4 separate regions of the Mus musculus genome follow, and regions 1, 3 and 4 are each linked to region 2. Evidence: chromatin contacts called from public HiChIP or PLAC-seq and promoter capture Hi-C data. All regions are on one chromosome and are shown on one strand. The core of a region is the stretch at or near the end of the contact, and the rest is flanking DNA. Distances in the headings are between cores, read along the strand shown. Region 1 holds the start of Zfp574 (zinc finger protein 574). Region 2 holds the start of Sptbn4 (spectrin beta, non-erythrocytic 4). Region 3 holds the start of Prr19 (proline rich 19). Region 4 holds the start of Zfp790 (zinc finger protein 790).

Evidence for each region. Promoter capture Hi-C pulls out the DNA fragments that hold promoters and counts their contacts. HiChIP or PLAC-seq counts read pairs in DNA pulled down with a chosen protein or histone mark. Capture Hi-C pulls out chosen DNA fragments and counts their contacts.
Region 1: a contact with region 2 is called in an H3K27ac HiChIP or PLAC-seq map of embryonic stem cells, with 3 times the contacts expected there. The contact joins the promoter of Zfp574 here to the promoter of Sptbn4 in region 2. A contact is called at or near these places in 1 of 484 Hi-C or Micro-C datasets (uterus) and 3 of 115 datasets of contacts at active chromatin or transcription factors (embryonic forebrain, embryonic stem cells and stem cell-derived neural progenitor cells).
Region 3: a promoter capture Hi-C map of embryonic stem cells shows a contact between it and region 2, with 7 times the contacts expected there. The contact joins the promoter of Prr19 here to the promoter of Sptbn4 in region 2. A contact is called at or near these places in 2 of 39 promoter capture datasets (embryonic stem cells and hippocampal neurons).
Region 4: a contact with region 2 is called in a promoter capture Hi-C map of adipose tissue, with 3 times the contacts expected there. The contact joins the promoter of Zfp790 here to the promoter of Sptbn4 in region 2. A contact is called at or near these places in 1 of 115 datasets of contacts at active chromatin or transcription factors (astrocytes) and 1 of 9 other capture datasets (adipose tissue).

Annotation. Positions count from the first base shown.
Region 1 is chr7:25,075,379-25,078,078 of GRCm38.p6, reverse strand. Zfp574 (zinc finger protein 574) reads right to left here and starts at 1,272. Exons shown (of 2, transcript NM_175477.5): 1 at 597-1,272. It also overlaps a transcript of Grik5 not described here.
Region 2 is chr7:27,445,268-27,447,967 of GRCm38.p6, reverse strand. It overlaps Sptbn4 (spectrin beta, non-erythrocytic 4), which reads left to right and starts at 1,379. Exons shown (of 36, transcript NM_032610.2): 1 at 1,379-1,505.
Region 3 is chr7:25,299,941-25,302,640 of GRCm38.p6, reverse strand. It overlaps Prr19 (proline rich 19), which reads right to left and starts at 1,282. Exons shown (of 3, transcript NM_001081294.1): 1 at 1,167-1,282.
Region 4 is chr7:29,814,775-29,817,474 of GRCm38.p6, reverse strand. It overlaps Zfp790 (zinc finger protein 790), which reads right to left and starts at 1,403. Exons shown (of 5, transcript NM_146185.2): 1 at 1,186-1,403.

The DNA.
Region 1 (2,700 bases), core at 23-2,522, 2.4 Mb after region 2:
TGTCTCTCCAACTACACCCAAGATTGCTCGAATATTCCCTTTGGCCTACTTACCTGTATCTAAAACAAAACAATCCCTCCCCTCTAGCTCAACCTATTGAAACCCGTAAGAATAAATAAAGACCTCTGTCAATACTTTCCAAGCCCCACTTTCATGCGTTTATCGGTCTTCCTTGTCAGCATTACTCCGTTTTCCACACCTGATCCCTCCCTTCGCTCTAAAGATACCTCAAAAACCTCTTCTCTGCCTCAGCTCTTTCCAGGCAGAAATCGATTTTCCTCCCTGCGTTAATTACCTCCTTTCTCGGGCCAGCTCCCCACCCCGGCATCCATGAGTCCTCTAACCGTCCCCTTTCGATTCTGATCCCCATCCCAGCGCACCCACCCGTGGCCCCGATACCCCATGCAACCAGAGAGCCCTCCGGCGAGGCAGCTCTGGGACCTCCCCTTCCCGCCAAGGTCGGCCCCCGGCCTGCAGCCCGAGCCCTGCCCCTCCTCACTCAGCCCCGCACTCAACTCCAGTCCCCCATCCCACCCGCCGTCCCGGCACAGCCCCCGCCCGGCCCGCGCGCCCAACGGCCGCTCCGCTCTCCGCACCCGGGACGCGATCCTTCAGGCCTTCATCGTGCAGGCCGAATGACGCAGGCAAGCCGCCGGGTGGGGCCGGACCTCTGCGCTCCGGCGGGGACTCACCCGCCTCGGCCGTCTCGCCGGCCCCAGGCCGGGCTACGGGCTTCAGGTCCCTTTGCACCGCCACTCTAGCGCCGCGTCCTCTCTAGCGCCCGTCGTCTCGCCTGCTCCGCAGCCTCGCTCTCACCCCAGGCCGCCCTCAACAACGCTCCTCCCACCTTCCGCCTGGGCCGCTGCGAAGAACTGCACAATTCGCCCAATCATCGGCTGTCTGCCCCTGTCATTAGACCAATCGATGCTCAGGTTTCCTGAAGCCTCGACCAATAGAGCGGAGGGGTGGGATCGCGCAGCGCCCAGCCAATCCTTTAGCAATGTTCCCTCGCTGGTCGGCCTCCAGGTGGATACTACCCGCCTCTTTAATCCTCCCTGGAGGTTCTTCCTCTTCCACCTCTTCTCGGATTCCGCCTTTGATAGCTCGAAAGGGGAGCGCTGAGCGGAGAGGGCGCGATGACGTCGGGAGGCGGGACGAAGCTGGAGGCGCCATCTTGGGGGCGCCTGACAAGCTAGGCGTAGGGGATTCGGGCAGTGTAGGCTGTAGAGACACGCAAAGCCCTGGAGGCCGGCGGGTTACAGTCAAGGATCCCTGAGGGCCAGTGGCAAAAAAAAAAAAAAAAAAAAAAAGAGACACCACTCGGCGTGAATGGGAGAGGAAACCAAGCAGCAGCAGTCACACAGGGCAAAAGGAACAAAACAAGGCTTAAGACTTTTTTTTCCTATTAAGAGGATGAACGGGGAAATCGAGGAAGAGTAGAATGGAAACAAGATGTCAGGAGAGGGAGTTTAGAGGAAGAGGTACGTGACAGGAAGTGAGAAATGGAAGGAGAAAGGAAAAGCCCCGTTAGTAAGGTCCCTTGGAAGAAGCTGAGGGTGTGGGGTGGAAGACCTGAAGAAGGAAGTTTATGGGATTTGTAGTGGATCGAGTCAGTTGTTCTTGTTTTTGTTTGAGGCATGGTCTGGCTTTGTGAACAGGCTGGCCTCACAGAGATCCGCCTGACTCGGCCTCTCCTGTTTTGAGCATTAAAGGTATCTTTCCAGGTGACTGCCCTTCCACACAGTTACAGTTAAGGACCCCTAGGCATGGGAAGAATTTCCTGGGAAAACATGAAGTTCCAGGCCAGCCAGGGAGATGGTTCAGCGCGTAAAGCCACATGCTAAGCCTGATCTGGAGTTTTGATTCTGGGATCCACAGGGTGAAAGGAGAGAACTGACTCTTGTAAGTTGTTCTCTGACTTCTGCATATACCAGAGTGTGCATACATGAACATACACACACACACCTGAATGTAATATGGTAGCGAGTGACTGAAGAGATCCAGTATCCATATTTGGACTCCACACAAGTACACCACAGTTTTCAGGAAGCTCCCTCTTGAAGCCAAGGTTAAGGGAGTTATCAGAGGTGCATCTGGTTGGTCAAACTGTCCCCCGTTTCCCCAACTGAAGCTCAGAAAAACTAGGAGGGGTTTGAACACAGAACCACAGGTAGGTCTGAGTCTCCAGTTGTCACCATGTGTGTGCCCTCCTTTGGATGTCTAGCTGGATGTCTTCTTACTGGACTCCCTAGCAAGTATACCTACATGTTCTAACTAGGCTGCTTATCCTGGCCCTGGTACTTCTTAGCTGTGACTTTGGGCAAAACAACTCCACTCTGTCTCAGGTTTAGTTTTTTTTGTTGTTGTTGTTGTTGTTTTGGTTTTTTTTAGTTCTTCGAGACAGGGTTTCTCTGTATAGCTCTGGCTGTCCTGGAATTCACTTTGTAAAACAGGCTGGCCTTGAACTCAGAAATCCACCTGCCTCTGCCTCCCGAGTGCTGGGATTAAAGGTGTGCGCCACCATACCCGGCTTTTGTTTTTGTTTTTATCTCTGAAAAGGGATGCTAGTCTTTGTCCCGGGTTTTCGAGACACTAAGTAAATACTGCTATATAGAAATTAATTTTTGTTGGGCAGTGGTGGCACACACCTTTCCAGCACTTGGCAGAAGCAGGTGGATTTCTGAGTTAAAGGCCAGCCTG
Region 2 (2,700 bases), core at 130-2,629:
GGGTTCAAAGGGCGGGACCGAGGCGACCACGCCTCCCGCTGGAAAGAGCATGAGTAGGCGGAGGAGTCAAATTGCATTTCCAGAGCCCCTTCTCCGATAGGCGCTTAGACGTAGAAGCCACGCCCCTTCTAGGGAAGGGAGTGGGCGGTGCTAGAGCAGTTTGTCACTTAGCGCTCTGCCTACTAGAGACAGCCACCCTTAGTGGGCGGGGCTGAGCGGGGCGGGGCCGGCCGGGGCGTTACGCCCACCGTGCTCTCTTTGCTCACGCCCCCTTACAGACAGGCTCTGAGATGGTACTTCCCTCTACCAAAGCGTCCTCCCAACAAGCAAGAGGGGTGTGTGGGGTGATTTTGTGCCTGTGTGACCCTCAGTGACCACAAGGGACAGCATGGTTGTGGGCGACACCCGGTTTCATTCCTTGTGTTGCAATGTGAGTTGTGTATAGAGATCATTAATGTTATTTGGCGTCCATGGGGGTGATACTGTGAGGGGTACTCAGCCTGTGTGATATGGTAAGCTGTAATGGAGTGTGATACTTTCGGATTGGGAAGGTTTGGGACACCACATGGGTGCGTGATATGATCCCATTTATGTGTGACTGTGTGTGACATCAACTGAGATTCCTTTTGTGTCTTGTTGAGGCTCTGATGTATGGGTGTGTAGCAACACAGGGTGTGTCATCTTTTGTGCCTAGGCAACTGGTGTGACATTTTAAGCGTGTAAGACTATGCGATTGTGAACTTTGTGTTGTGTGAGCGTAGATACTCTGTGACACCTTGGAGGTGTGTGACATGCCTGACTGTATGTGCTATTGGTGGTGGTGGCTGTATGTGAGTGTGTCACAGTGCGTGGTCCTGCAGAGCACTATTCCATCCTGTGATACTGTTCAAGTGATTTCATGTGACCCTTATTGTGGTGGTGGCAGTATTTGAGTAACAATGTATGTACGATCCTGCAGGGCACTATTTACTGTATTGGTAACTACTGGTGATATCTGAGTGTCACTGTCAGTGGTGGCTATATCAGAGTGTGTCACAGTGAATGACCCTGCAGGACACATTCCAGAGAGGAAAACATTGCAAGTGACTGCGTGTGACAGACAGTTAGAAGGTTTGACCCTGACTGACCCCTTACGAAGGAGTGACACCATGAGAGTGTGCATGTGGAGAGAGTGTGTATGACGTTGCCAGGGGCCCGGTGTGTGAGTGGCAGTGTGGGAGTGTGTGACGCTGCCTCGAGCGCTCGCGAGCGCGGCTGTGCATCACACGCGTGGCCCGGTGTGTGACAGCGCGGGCGGCGGGGCGGCGTGCGGGAGGGGTCCCGGGGGCGTGCGGAGCGGCTGCGGCGCGTGGGGGGAGGCGCGGCGGCGGCGGCGCATGCGGATCTGGCCGAGCGGCGGGCCGGTGGGGCCGAACAGAGCCGGGCCCGGCCCGGCGACGAACGCCCGCAGGGAGGGCGGTGCTGCGCGGCGAGCATCCGGGACCGCATCGGCGGCCGGCGCCCAGGTGAGCGGCGGTGCGGACGGCGGCCCCTCCCCAGCATCTCCCCACCTGGCCCAGCATCCTCCCCCACAAGCTGGCGACCTGAGCCCTCGGATCTGTTTAGCCGGATAGAGGCTTGCGATCCAATGAACCCCTCACCCTCACCTAGCTCAGCCACTGAACCAGGCGTGGGTCACCCCAAGGCCTTGTCCTTCCCAGGCCCCCCTCCTCCGCACGGTGACTGGACCACAGGGGCAGAGAGGCGCGGCTTTGGAAGGGTTAAAGCCTCGGATCCCACTCTCAGCTCAGCTCCCCACCGGCTCTTGCTGGATCCCGCAGGACCCCTTTCCCTTTGCACCCCGGAAAGGCCAGAGCTGCAAGCTGGGCCCACAGAGAGCTCGCCAAGTGCTAAGCGCCTCCTCTGGCCCAAGTATCCTCCATTGGGGAAACAGTTGTGACCACCCATTAATAGGAAAGGAAATCAAAGCACAGAGAAACCGAGTTCCACACCGCCAGAATAAAGCATTGAACCCATCTCTTTTTTGACTCTTGACCAGACCCCCGGACTTGCTAAGATATGAGACCAAAGAGGGAAAACTCAGAGCTGGCTGGCTGTGTGTGTCAGTGGTGGAGCACATGGCTGTGTGAGGCTCTGGATGGAATTCAGACACTATGAGAAGAAAAGAATAAGGAGAGCTATGGATTGAGGCTTGGCGTGTACCAGATCCCATGGTTGCTGAGTGAGCAACTCATTTCATCTCCAGACCTCTGTAGGATTTTCACAGATGAAGACCAGATAGGGCAAGTGACTTGGCTGGGGTCACACAGGTAGCCATGTGGTCACTTACAGCTTTCTATGAAAGAAGAGAAGAGCAGTGGTTTTAGGGTGCCCACTTAAAGGAATAATCTACTGTTGGCCACAATCTACCACCTACTTAGCGTCTTAAACTCTCCTGAGTTTGAGGCCTTCTGAGTCTTTTTTTGTATGTCTTGTTTTGTTTTGTTTTTCGAGACAAGGTTTCTCTGTGTAGCTCTGGCTGTCCTGGAACTCACTCTGTAGACCAGGCTGGCCTCGAACTCAGAAATCCACCTGCCTCTGCCTCCCAAGTGCTGGGATTAAAGGCGTGCGCCACCATGCCCGGCCATCTGGGTCTTTTGAAAAGAAGTGTATTATTCTATTTTTACAGTCTTAGAAGTAGGACTGGGGTGTGTATGTGGG
Region 3 (2,700 bases), core at 33-2,532, 2.1 Mb after region 2:
AATAGTTAAAAGACAATAGCCAGTCCTTGTGGTGCAGGCCTCTAATCCCATCTGCTCAACAAGGCTAAAGCAGATAAATCAAAAGTTTAAAGAGGCCTGCCTGGGCTACAGCGTGAACTCAAAAGCCAGCCAAGGTAACACAGTGAGATCCTGTATAGAAATAAAATTCTAAACAGTCTGTGTCTTGGGAGCCTAAAGAGCTGGCTCAGCAGGCCAGGAGGGATGGCTCAGCAGTTAAAGAGCACTAGCTGATCTTCCAGATAACCAAGGTTCAATTCCCAACACCCACATGGCAGCTCAATCAAAGGACTGAGCTCAGTTCCCAGCACCCATCTCAGATATCACATATAGCCAAACTCTAGCTCCAGGGGATCTGCTGTCTTTTTGTGGGCATCTACATACACACACACAATTTAAAGTAAATCTTAAAAAGAAAAGAAAAAATGTCTGGTTCTTGTACATGGGTACCCTGAGCACTAAGAATATAAAAACTGGGGATATAGTTCAGTGGTAGAATACTTGCTTAACAATTACATGGACCTGTGTTCCTATGCTTGGAGGTCAGTATATACATGTTTTTATACATATAAATGAAGATAAATAAAAAAGATGGAAGACGAACTAGGCAGAGTGGTACCTGCCTATATCCATCTCTCTTTGGATGACTGAGGCAGGAAGATCATTAATTTGAAGTCAGCTTAGAATATAAAAGACTCAAAAAGAACAAAACAACAGAAAATATAAGTTGGGAACAAGATTATAAGCAACTGGAGAGCTCTGAGAAACTAGAAATAACAGGTGGAAAATCCAGGGCTGGGGAGGTACAGGAAACGGTAATAGTAAATGAAGGTGGGAAAGAGGAGCAGGCATGGTGGTGAAAGTCTGTGATCCCAAAGTTTTGGAAGTGAACGGAAGAAGAACAGGAGCTTCAGAATGAAGTTGCAGCCAGCCTGAGTCTTTAAGACTACTCTCAAAATATTAAAAATAAAAGACATAAGGCAGGAGAGAGGGCTCCCAGAGACATCGAAGGGCTTGCTTCGGGGAGGACATAATTCACAAGAGCCTTCAGAGGCTGGGCCACTCCTGAGGGCAGGCGTAAGGCTGGGGTGCAGCTCAGACAGTTGAGGTGGACCCAGGAGGGGCAGGGTGGGGGAGGGGTGCCTTACCCTCTTCTCTCCTAACGGACCCCCGCCCTGGACTCCACGCGGCTGTGGAGAGCGGTGGCTTCTTTTCTGTAGAGACCCCCAAGCCTCGAAGCTGTTCGAGCACTTCCGGGCCTCGAGTGAGTGCGTGTTAAGCCAGTAAGCACACCTCACGCATGCGCTCCCCTTGCCACGCCCCTTGCCCAGGGAGAAGCACGAGGCACCAAGATTGACAGTTATGGCCCCGCCCAGCCCTGTCCAGAGTCCGCCCCTCTCCTCACTGGATTGGCTTCGAGGGTTTCTAGGCCCGCCCGCCTTACACAATGCTGATTGGCTAAGGCTGCTGGCTGACCACTTGACTGGTCCCAGTGGAAGGTGCTAGGTTCCATGCACACAAAGATGGCCTTTGGAGGCATTCCTGAAGCAGCATTTTTTGAGCCCTGTGACTTTAGAAAACTTTGTAACTGCCCAGAGCCTATGTCCTAATTTGTGAAACCAGTTGGAAGTAGGACTCTCCCCGATATGGTTCATAGAAGGATGGAATGAACCAACATACATATGAATGAATGCTTGCGAGGTTTGATTCTTTCGCTTGCTTCAGAATTTTCTCTCTCCCCAACTCCTTTCTCTGCACATGTCCCTCACACCTTCAGCTCACTCAGGATAGTCTGGAACTATTCTCTTGCCTTTACTTCTCAAATGCTGGAATTACAGGTGTGTGGCCCCCAAACTTTCAAGTCAAACTAAACTACCCTAGTGTATATCCCTGTCCAAATGTTAGTAATGTTATGACCTGTGTCTTTTCTTTGTGCTTCCCAGTCCTTAGAAGCTCCCAAACCGTGTCCATACACTGTTTCAGGAAACCACCTCTGGGTCATAAAACAGTGAGGGGATGCCATGAAAATGTTGGTACTAGTAAAAGGTTTCTGAAAGTACAACAGAATCAAACTAATAAATCTAAGGTGCTCATCAACTTTGCATCTCAAAATTTGTGGTGGCAGGGCCTTTAATCCCAGCACTCACTCCGAAGGGGGAGTTCTGTGAGTTCAAGACCAGCCTGGTCTACATAGACTTATATCCAGAACAGGCAAGACAACTCCATAGACCTTGTCTCAAAAGAAAAAAACAAAACAAAAACAAACAAACAAACAAACAAACAAAAAATGAAATAATTTCATGGCAGCTTTGGTCATTTGAAGTGCACACAGCATCATGCTACGCCATGCCAGTGACCACTGCCTCAGAGTCTGTTCAGAGACAATATATTAGGAATTCCAAGATTTTGGCTGTATATAAAAAGTTTATCCTGCCAGATGGTGGTGGCACATTCCTTTAATCTCAGCATTCAGTAGAGAGAGAGAGGCAGGTGGCTCTCTGTGAGTTCAAGGTCAGCCTGATCTACAGAATAAACTCTAGGACAGCCAGGGCTACACAAAGAAAAAACAAACAAACAAACAAAATAAGTACACCTAGCTTATTAGTATGCAAATGTGCTTTTGTTTTTAATAAATGGTAAAATTATATCTGCACAAAAGAATTGTTCTAAGTCCTTTTCTTT
Region 4 (2,700 bases), core at 154-2,653, 2.4 Mb before region 2:
GCCCTGTCTCAAAAACAGAAAGGGAATGGGGCAGGCTTATGGTACTGAGGTTTCTATTTAATTCAGATAAAGAAATGAGATGACATTTACCTTCTAAATCTGGCTGATCTGGACACACACCGTTGCGGCTGTGTCCACTGACTCTGGATGCTATGGACACACACCGCTGTGGCCGTGTCCACTGACTCTGGCTGATATAGACACACACCGCTGCGGCTGTGTCCACTGACTCTGGCTGATCTGGACACAAACCGCTGTGGCTGTGTCCACTGACTCTGGCTGATATGGACACACACCGCTGCGGCTGTGTCCACTGACTCTGGCTGATATGGACACACACCGCTGCGGCTGTGTCCACTGACTCTGGCTGATATGAACACACACCGCTGTGGCTGTGTCCACTGACTCTGGCTGATATGGACACACACCTCTATGGCTGTGTCCCACTGGCTCTTAAGTACTGTGTGCAGCTTGTTTTAATCATGGTGATGCTGCTCTCTGTAATAAACTTCCGTTTATCACCTTCTGGAGCAGGGCATGGTAGTTCACACCTGTTATCCCAGACCTTGAAAGTCAGGAGGACGGCCTCTGAAGGGTGACCAGGGCTAAACAGCAAGATCCTGTCTAAACAACAAACCAACAGAAACCACTTGACAAGAGGATCTGGAGTTCAGGTCAACCTTGGTTATAAAGAGAATTGCAAGCCAGCCTCAAAATCAAACCTTACCTGTGTCTCCTCAGGAACTCTCTAGAGAAGGGACGATGTCTGCTTGGGGTACCCTGAGCGTTAATAACGCCCCCCCCCAAAAAAAAACCACCCCGACTGACAAAACACTGTGTTAAAAATAAAAAGTCGGCTATATTGCCTGTAGATTGCCTACGCCGCACAATTAACTTACAGAAAAATAACAATGCTAATTAGTTATTATCAGCTATACATTTTCCCTCCCACAGACACTCCAGAAGACCGCACTTACTAATCGTAATTTGAAAAGAAAATGAGATTTAGGAAGCTTCCGCTATCTCTATAATCTCAGCCACTCCTGTACAGGGATCCATCCAGTCGAGACCCAATCCCCAAGAACCATTCGATCCGCATACAATGTCTCCTCCCCACAACAGCTCGCTCCACTCACAAAGCGCCACAGCTCGAGCCCAACTCTTGCTCACGCTCATTTTCCTTACCTCGCAGTTTCTCTGCCGTCCAACTCCTCCCAGATCCAGCCGCGCATGCAATCTAACCTCCCTATGCTTTCTCTCACACACGCTCAGGGCTGTCATTGCGTACTCTTGCACCTACAGGACGAGGCTTCCTCTTGGTCAGACTGCCAATGCTGGGTTGGTCTTAGCGCTGGGGTCCTACATTCCGGTCTGTGGCCCCAACTTCCAGCAGGAAGTCGAATTCGGAACAGCCTCCTTAGACAGATTTCCGCCTGGGGATTGGATGACTCAGCCTACTCGAGCCATGCGCCTCCGGTCACCAGCACGGCCTTGAACTACATTTCCCAGAATACCTCGGTTCCCTGGAAACTCGCAGTGCTGAGATAGTGCTGGGTCGAGGAGCCTGATCTAGGTCTATGAAGTCTTTCACCGCTGGGATTTCCTCACGATTCCGACGAATAGCCGAACACTTTGTATCTGTTGTTCAGGCCACAGCTTTCAGCCCCTGACATTTCCAGGCGTTGTATTTCCCTCTCCTGGGAGCCTTTTTTAAGGAGTGGGCAGGGTACTCCTGACAGGTTTGGGGAGAACTTTAGGGATAATGAGACGCCTTTGGTGCCAAGGGTTTGGATGCACCATCCTGTGCAGTGCAATGAAGCTGACTCCGGGAGATCCGGAGCTGTGTAGAATTGTTATCATGTGTCTGGGTGGTAGTCTAGGGGATATGGAGGCAGAGAGGATTCCTTGATTGGTGAGTATGATCGCATCCATTGTGTGTGTGGCTGGAGTCTGTGTGACCGTTTTGTGCCATGCTTTTTTTTTTTTTTTACCAGTGTGAGGTCCCTCGAGTGTGAGGTCCCTGGGCTTTTGTGTTTGTGAGCATTTGCCTAACTTTGGGAGCGTGTGAGGTGACCGACTGAGGTGTGACTGCTTCCCAGTGGACCTTTTCTAATTTCGGTAGAGGTAAGGTGAGGGTGGGGGCAACAGTGACTGTGATTGGCTCTCCCTGTTAAGGCTTCCGTGTGGGGTGGATTGTATTTTCGTTTGAGGCACCCATAGCTTTTGTGTCCCCGTGGTGTGGGATTAATTGGAGAGTCACTATAGGTGAGGCAACTTTGTACCTTTGTGACTCCAGCCAAGGGGACTTGTGTCACATCCTGGGGGTAGACTCTGTCCTTATCTACAGTCACCCTACTTTTGTCTGGTGTTTCCATTGCATAGGAAGCCCCTAGGCTTCTCTGATTTCTTGATAGGTGCTATGGCTGTTGGGCCAAAATGATCTCTGAAATGGTTGAATATGCATCTACAAGAGCCTAGTGTGTGTCACACTTTTTTTTTTTTTTAATTCCCGAGTTCTGTCCTGTAGCTTATGATTTCCTGACATCCCTTTACTTTTGTCAAGATGTGGCTTGTTTTCCTCCTGTTGAAAATTCTGGCCCATCCTGTGACTGCATTCCTGTAGTGTACCCTGAAGTGGAAGTTTAAGGAAATGTCAGGTGATGCAGACCCATGTGATATTTGGAGAGAGTATAAATAGGA